Linked DNA regions of Mus musculus: region 1 is linked to region 2. A link is a contact called in public HiChIP or PLAC-seq data. All regions are on one chromosome and are shown on one strand. Each heading gives the region's core, a stretch centred on a gene start, on an enhancer-like site or on the middle of the called end of the contact. The rest is flanking DNA. Distances are from core to core; before and after follow the strand shown. Region 1 has its middle 21 kb from the start of Sirt1. Region 2 overlaps Gm51805 (a long non-coding RNA gene).

Region 1 (2,960 bases), core at 453-2,952, 450 kb after region 2:
TTGGCACTATTGGGAGGTGTGGCCTTGTTGAAGGAAGTATGTCATTGTGGGGGTGGGCTTTGAGGTCTCCTCCTATCCTCAGGCTCCATCCAGTGAAAAAGAGAGCCTCCACCTCGCTGTTTATGAAAATGAGTCTTCTGACTGCCTTAGGATCAAGATGACTCTGGGCTCCTCCAGCACCATTTCTGTCTGGGTGCTGCCATGCTTCCCACCATGATGATAACGGACTGAACTTCTGAAACTGTAAGACAGTCCCAACTAAATGTTTTCTTTTATATAAAAGCTACTTTGGTCATGGTGTCTCGTCACAACAATAAAATCCAAGCTAAGATAGCAGTTGGTTCCAGGAATACCACCATGAGGTTGAGACATTGGCTGTGTGCATGTCACAACTACATTTACACAGGACTTCACTCACTCCCTACAGATAAGTGGGTTCTGGAGACCTGAACTCATGTCCTCACACTCAGAGGGCAAACACATTATTGACCAGACCTTGCCTAAATAGATCTTGAAGCTTAAACTCATAATAATAGCTCTTGATTACTTCTTGTTGTTAGCTTGTTTGGTTTATTTAAGTTAGGATTTTCCATGTTCCCCTGGATAATTTGGTCTTTTTTCCATGTAACCGAGGCTGGCTAAATCCTGTGTCAGTGTTTGGGTCTCAACCACCTGTGTATTGGGGTTGTAAGTATAAGTCATCACACTAAATTCAGTATTTCTTGGTAAATCTTTTCTTGACTTTCTCCAGACTCCCCTTTGCATATAAACACAATCAGATATCTGTGGATAAAGAGGTGATGGTAGCATCACTACTGTCCACAATGGTTCCAGAATGTTCCACTACCATCAGTATTTCCATCTGCAGTGTTTCACCCTAAACAGAATCATTTGGTCTCTTGTTCTCTCCTTGCTCTTCTCTCCCTCTCTCTGTATGCAATCTTTCTCTTTCTCTTACCCCTCCCCTCTGTTTCCTTTCCCATGGCGACTTCCCTGCCTGTATTATATAAAGAGCCTCTAGAGGAAGGGCAGCCCAAGCCCTGGGCTAGAAAGTTCAGGGCTGCTGGTGAGATGGCTCAGCTGGTAAGAGCGCTGACTGCTCTTCTGAAGGTCTTGAGTTCAAAATCCCAGCAACCACATGGTGGCTCACAACCACCCATAATGAGATCTGATGTCCTCTTCTGGTGTGTCTGAAGACAGCAACAGTGTACTTATGTATAATAATAAATAAATATTAAAAAAAAAAAAAAAGCTGGGCGGTGGTGGCGCATGCCTTTAATCCCAGCACTTGGGAGGCAGAGGCAGGTGGATTTCTGAGTTTGAGGCCAGCCTGGTCTACAAAGTGAGTTCCAGGACAGCCAGGGCTATACAGAGAAACCCTGTCTCAGAGAAGAAAAAAAAAAGAAGAAGAAGAAGAAGAAGAAGAAGAAGAAGAAGAAGAAGAAGAAGAAGAAGAAGAAGAAGAAGAAAGAAAGAAAGAAAGAAAGAAAGAAAGAAAGAAAGTAAGTTCAGGGCTGGAGTAGGAGATTGCAGGTAAGGACTGAGGGATGCTGGGAGGACTTGGAGGTCAAGCTGTTTTGATATGTAAAATATGCATCTGAGTCCCTAGGTTGGAAATCAAATGTTCACCATCCAGGAGTGCTTAGGAGAGGAAACAGAGAAGGAAGTGCCTTTGATTTTTATTCTAATTCGGGTGGTGGCTTCCCCTTTGGGGTCCTACCTCATAGTCTTTATTCAGTCTGGTGATCTGAAAAGCACTGGCCACAGGAAATGAGGAAGGGGGAGGGATCAGTGTTCCAAGGAGAAAGGGGTCACTGTTCAGATCTCTGGAAAAGGCAGTAGGCTCTTAGGGTAAACAAGGGGTTTACTGGGGCGGGGGGGGGGGGGGGAGTGGGAAGGGGTGGTGTTAAAACATTTGCCATTTTCTAATATTTGATAGGAGAGACTAGCCAAGATTACAAACCTGAAATTCCAGCACTTTGGAGGTAGAGGCTGAAGATCCTAAACTCAAGGCCTTCCTTTAGTCAGGCATGGAGGTGCACACCTTTAATCCCAGCTGGGAGGTAACGCAAGTTGATCGGAATTTGAGGCCCGTCCAGTCTACATATCTAGTCCCAAGCCAGCCAGGCTATATAGTGAGATGAAACCCTGTCTCAAAAGCAAAATTAAAAAGTTCAAGGCTATTCTTTGATATACAGCAAGTTTGATGCTAGCCTTAGATACACAAAACCCTGTTGTGCCCTAGTGGCCTTCAATCCTACTACTCTGGAGGCAGAGGCAGGTGGATCTTCCTGAGTTCAACACCAGCTTGGTCTACATAGGTCCAGGACAACCAGGGCTGTGTAGAGACCCTGTCTCAAAAAACCAACAAAAAATTGATTACATACTGTGTCTATCCAGCTATCAGTGTCTATTATCAGCTATGTTTGGTGTTAAAAGGGGAGTATAGTCTTTTTGATGCAAGTCTTTAAGACTGGACAGCAAGGTCAGAGCTGTCACTCAGAGGCCAGCTGGGGGCTATATAAAGGGAACTTTAAAAACAAAAACAACATACCTTAGAACTAATACTTGGGAGATAATGAATATTTTTGTTTGTTCTTTGAGACAGGGTTTCTTTGTGTAGACTTAGCTGTCCTAGAACTTGCTGTGTAGATCAGGTTGGCCTCAAACTCACAGAGAAGCATCTATATCTGTCTCCCGAGAGCTAGAATTAAAGGGAGGCTCTAGAGCACACCTATAATCCCAGCTCTTGGAAAGTGCAGACAGAAGGACCAAAGTTCAAGGACATCCTCAGCTTCTTGTGAGTTGGAGGCCAGCAGGGCTGTGGGGGACCTTGTCTCCAAAAACAAACATGCTCTTGACCATCGGGGCCTCCCAAGTGGAGAAACGGTTTCACAGATTAAAAACTTGAACATTGGATTATTATTATCATCATCATTATTTATTGTCAGTGTTCTATT
Region 2 (2,747 bases), core at 90-2,589:
TCCTCTCCTCTCCTCTCCTCTCCTCTCCTCTCCTCTCCTCTCCTCTCTTCTTTCTCCCTTTCTTTCTCCCTTTCTTTCTTTCTTTCTTTCTTTCTTTCTTTCTTTCTTTCTTTCTTTCTTTCTTTTTCTTTCTTTGTTTTAGATTTGCACCCTTGATTTGGGTTTAGACAAGTTGAAACAGGAACTGACATCTGGCCAGGGCTATTCCTTGGTGTTGGTGGAAGGCCCTTAAACTCTATCTGAACCCGGACAGCCCACATGGGTAACCGGCAAAATAAATAAATAAATAAATCCTTTTTTCCCCTTTAAAAAAAAAAAAAACAAAAAACTATTGGGCTGGAGAGATGGCTCAGTGGTTAAGAGGTTAAGAGCACCAACTGCTCTTCCAAAGGTCCTGAGTTCAAATCCCAACAACCACATGGTGGCTCACAACCAACTATGCCTTCTTCTATGTCTAAAGACAGCTACAGTGTGCTCATATACATAAGATAAATTAAACAATTTTTAAACTTTTTTTTCTAGCCGGACAGTGGTGGCGCATGCCTTTAATCCCAGCACTTGGGAGGCAGAGGAGGCGGATTTCTGAGTTCGAGGCCAGCCTGGTCTACAAAGTGAGTTCCAGGACAGCCAGGGCTACACAGAGAAACCCTGTCTCGAAAAACAAAACAAACAGAAGCCAGGTATTATTTAAAAAAAAAAACAGAAAACAAACAAACAAACAAAAAAACAGTATACCACAGCCAGTGAACACCACCAGGGTGGTCACCAGAGCTCTTACAACTTCAGCCAGGTTTGCATTTGGGACTTTGAGGAATCCCCTGGCATCCATAAGCCTACGGAAAGGTTCTTATCTGGACCTGGCATTTCCTATCATAGGAAATACTTCCTCAACTTAAAAGATACCAAAGATTAGGGAAATATATACGAGCTCTCTTAAAAATCCCATGCAATAAAACTCACCAAAATGAGAGCCTCCCTGTTTTTTGGAGGAAGTCCTTTAAATAGCGACAGGTAAAGGCACAGGAGACCCTTACAATCCTAACTCATGTTGTCAAGCACCTACCTAACCCAGCACCGAGACCCTGAGGAAGGGAAGACGCCCCTCGGCCGGTTTCCTGCCGAGCATAGCTGCAGTCCACCAATGAGCAGGACTTCCAATTATGGGACCTAAGAAGACTATTTTGCTTCCTGAGTAAGTGAATATGAGGATGACGGTCCTATAGACCACCTTGTTCCAGATCTCACAGACCTTACACAGGAAATCAAAGCTATTCATAAAGCCACCTCCTCCACAGCCCAGGCAGCAACCTTGACCAGTCCGATCCAGTTCATTCCTCCCTACCACTGTATGATTCCTTGTAGGAAACACAAAACCAGCCCTTGGCTCCATCTAAGCCCAACTCCCATTGGCCTCCTCTTCCTACTTAAAGATCAATTAATACCTTCCCTATTGTCTTCCCCGGGATTTAAAGTAGCCCTTCACAAGATACAACTTACTCCATCCATTACATCCCTAGGGACAGAAATCTCCCTTACCTCAATACGACTTACTAAACCCACTCTTTCCTTTCCCCCAAACTAAAGTCTCACCTTCTTCTAGAGTTTGTCCTGGAGGGGTGTCCTTTCTTTTTATTTTAAGATTTATTTATTCCTTTATATTATGAGTACACTGTAGCTAGAGCATCGAATCCCATTACAGATGGTTGTGAGCCACCATGTGGTTGCTGGGAATTGAACTCAGGACCTTTGGAAGAACAGTCAGTGCTCTCAACTACTGAGCCATCTCTCCAGCCCCATCTTTTGGGTATCCTTAACTGGCTTCGACGATGGCTCCCCCTCTCCACCAGTACCCTACAGTCTCTGTTTGATCTTCTAAAAGGATAAAAACCCCTCTTCCCCACTGGCGCTCTCTTCTGAGGCAGTTGAAGCTTTAGGCTCCTTTAATGTAGCCTTAAAGGCATGGCACTGGTTAGGTGTGATCCAACAATGCTGGTACCGATTCTTATCTTTAGCTTCTTATCTTTAACTTCTTCTCTACACTCGTAGGAGCTCTGTATCAGCCCTAGAGAATGCTAGAATGGCTCCACACCCCAGTAGGCTGTACACCTAGAATTCTGAGGTTGATGCCCTTGCTAATACGATTAGAAAGGGCAGAAATCGAGTGTAGAAGAATTCTAATCCAGCAACATGGCTGCCAAGGCAAGGGATCACATCCAAAGACCTTCTAGGTCTGTGTGACCCAGCTGCAATACAGATACACCTTCAATCCTAGGAGACAGAGACAAGCAAGCAGATCTCTGAGTTCAAGGCCAGCCTCATATAGAGCAAATTTCAGATAAAGAAAAGCTCAAGTCCAGCCATGGTGGAAGACTTCTTTAACCCCAGCACTCAGGAGACAGAGGCATGTGGATCTCTAAGTTCTAGGCAGTCAGTTCGATGAAATCACTGAGTTGAGAGGCTGTGGAGTGGAGTTCATTGAGTTCAGTTTAGTCAGTTGAGGGACTTTTAAACTGGAATAGTTTTACAAACAAGTTGGAGAGAGAAGAAGCTAGTCACAGGTGAAGACAGAATGAGGTATAAAATGAGAAGGAGCCAGAAGATTTAAAACAGATTGTCAGAAGTAGGCCAAGCAGAGCAATTCAGTGAGAAGCTGAGAGAAGCCAGATTGAACCAGTTAGCTAGGAGCGGAGTTTGGGCCAGAACAGCCAAGTTGACCCATTCAGCCAGGGCTCTGAAGAACTAGAAAG

The links. HiChIP or PLAC-seq counts read pairs in DNA pulled down with a chosen protein or histone mark.
Region 1: a contact with region 2 is called in an H3K27ac HiChIP or PLAC-seq map of embryonic stem cells, with 6 read pairs. The contact joins two enhancer-like sites. A contact is called at or near these places in 6 of 39 promoter capture datasets (the C10 cell line, the HPC-7 cell line, cranial neural crest and 2 more), 3 of 115 datasets of contacts at active chromatin or transcription factors (all in embryonic stem cells) and 1 of 9 other capture datasets (liver).

What each region holds. Positions count from the first base shown.
Region 1 is chr10:63,359,034-63,361,993 of GRCm38.p6, forward strand. No RefSeq gene overlaps it. Among named protein-coding and RNA genes, the nearest start is that of Sirt1, 21 kb to the left of the region's middle. Within about 2 kb of position 1,703, at least 6 of the 459 cell types and tissues checked have an H3K27ac peak or open chromatin away from gene starts, as enhancers often do. A contact at or near this core is called in embryonic stem cells, where this site is marked.
Region 2 is chr10:62,905,247-62,907,993 of GRCm38.p6, forward strand. The region is part of intron 2 of Gm51805 (a long non-coding RNA gene); the gene reads left to right. Among named protein-coding and RNA genes, the nearest start is that of Gm26479, 13 kb to the left of the region's middle. RefSeq lists a cis regulatory region at 1-1,558. Within about 2 kb of position 1,340, at least 8 of the 459 cell types and tissues checked have an H3K27ac peak or open chromatin away from gene starts, as enhancers often do. A contact at or near this core is called in embryonic stem cells, where this site is marked.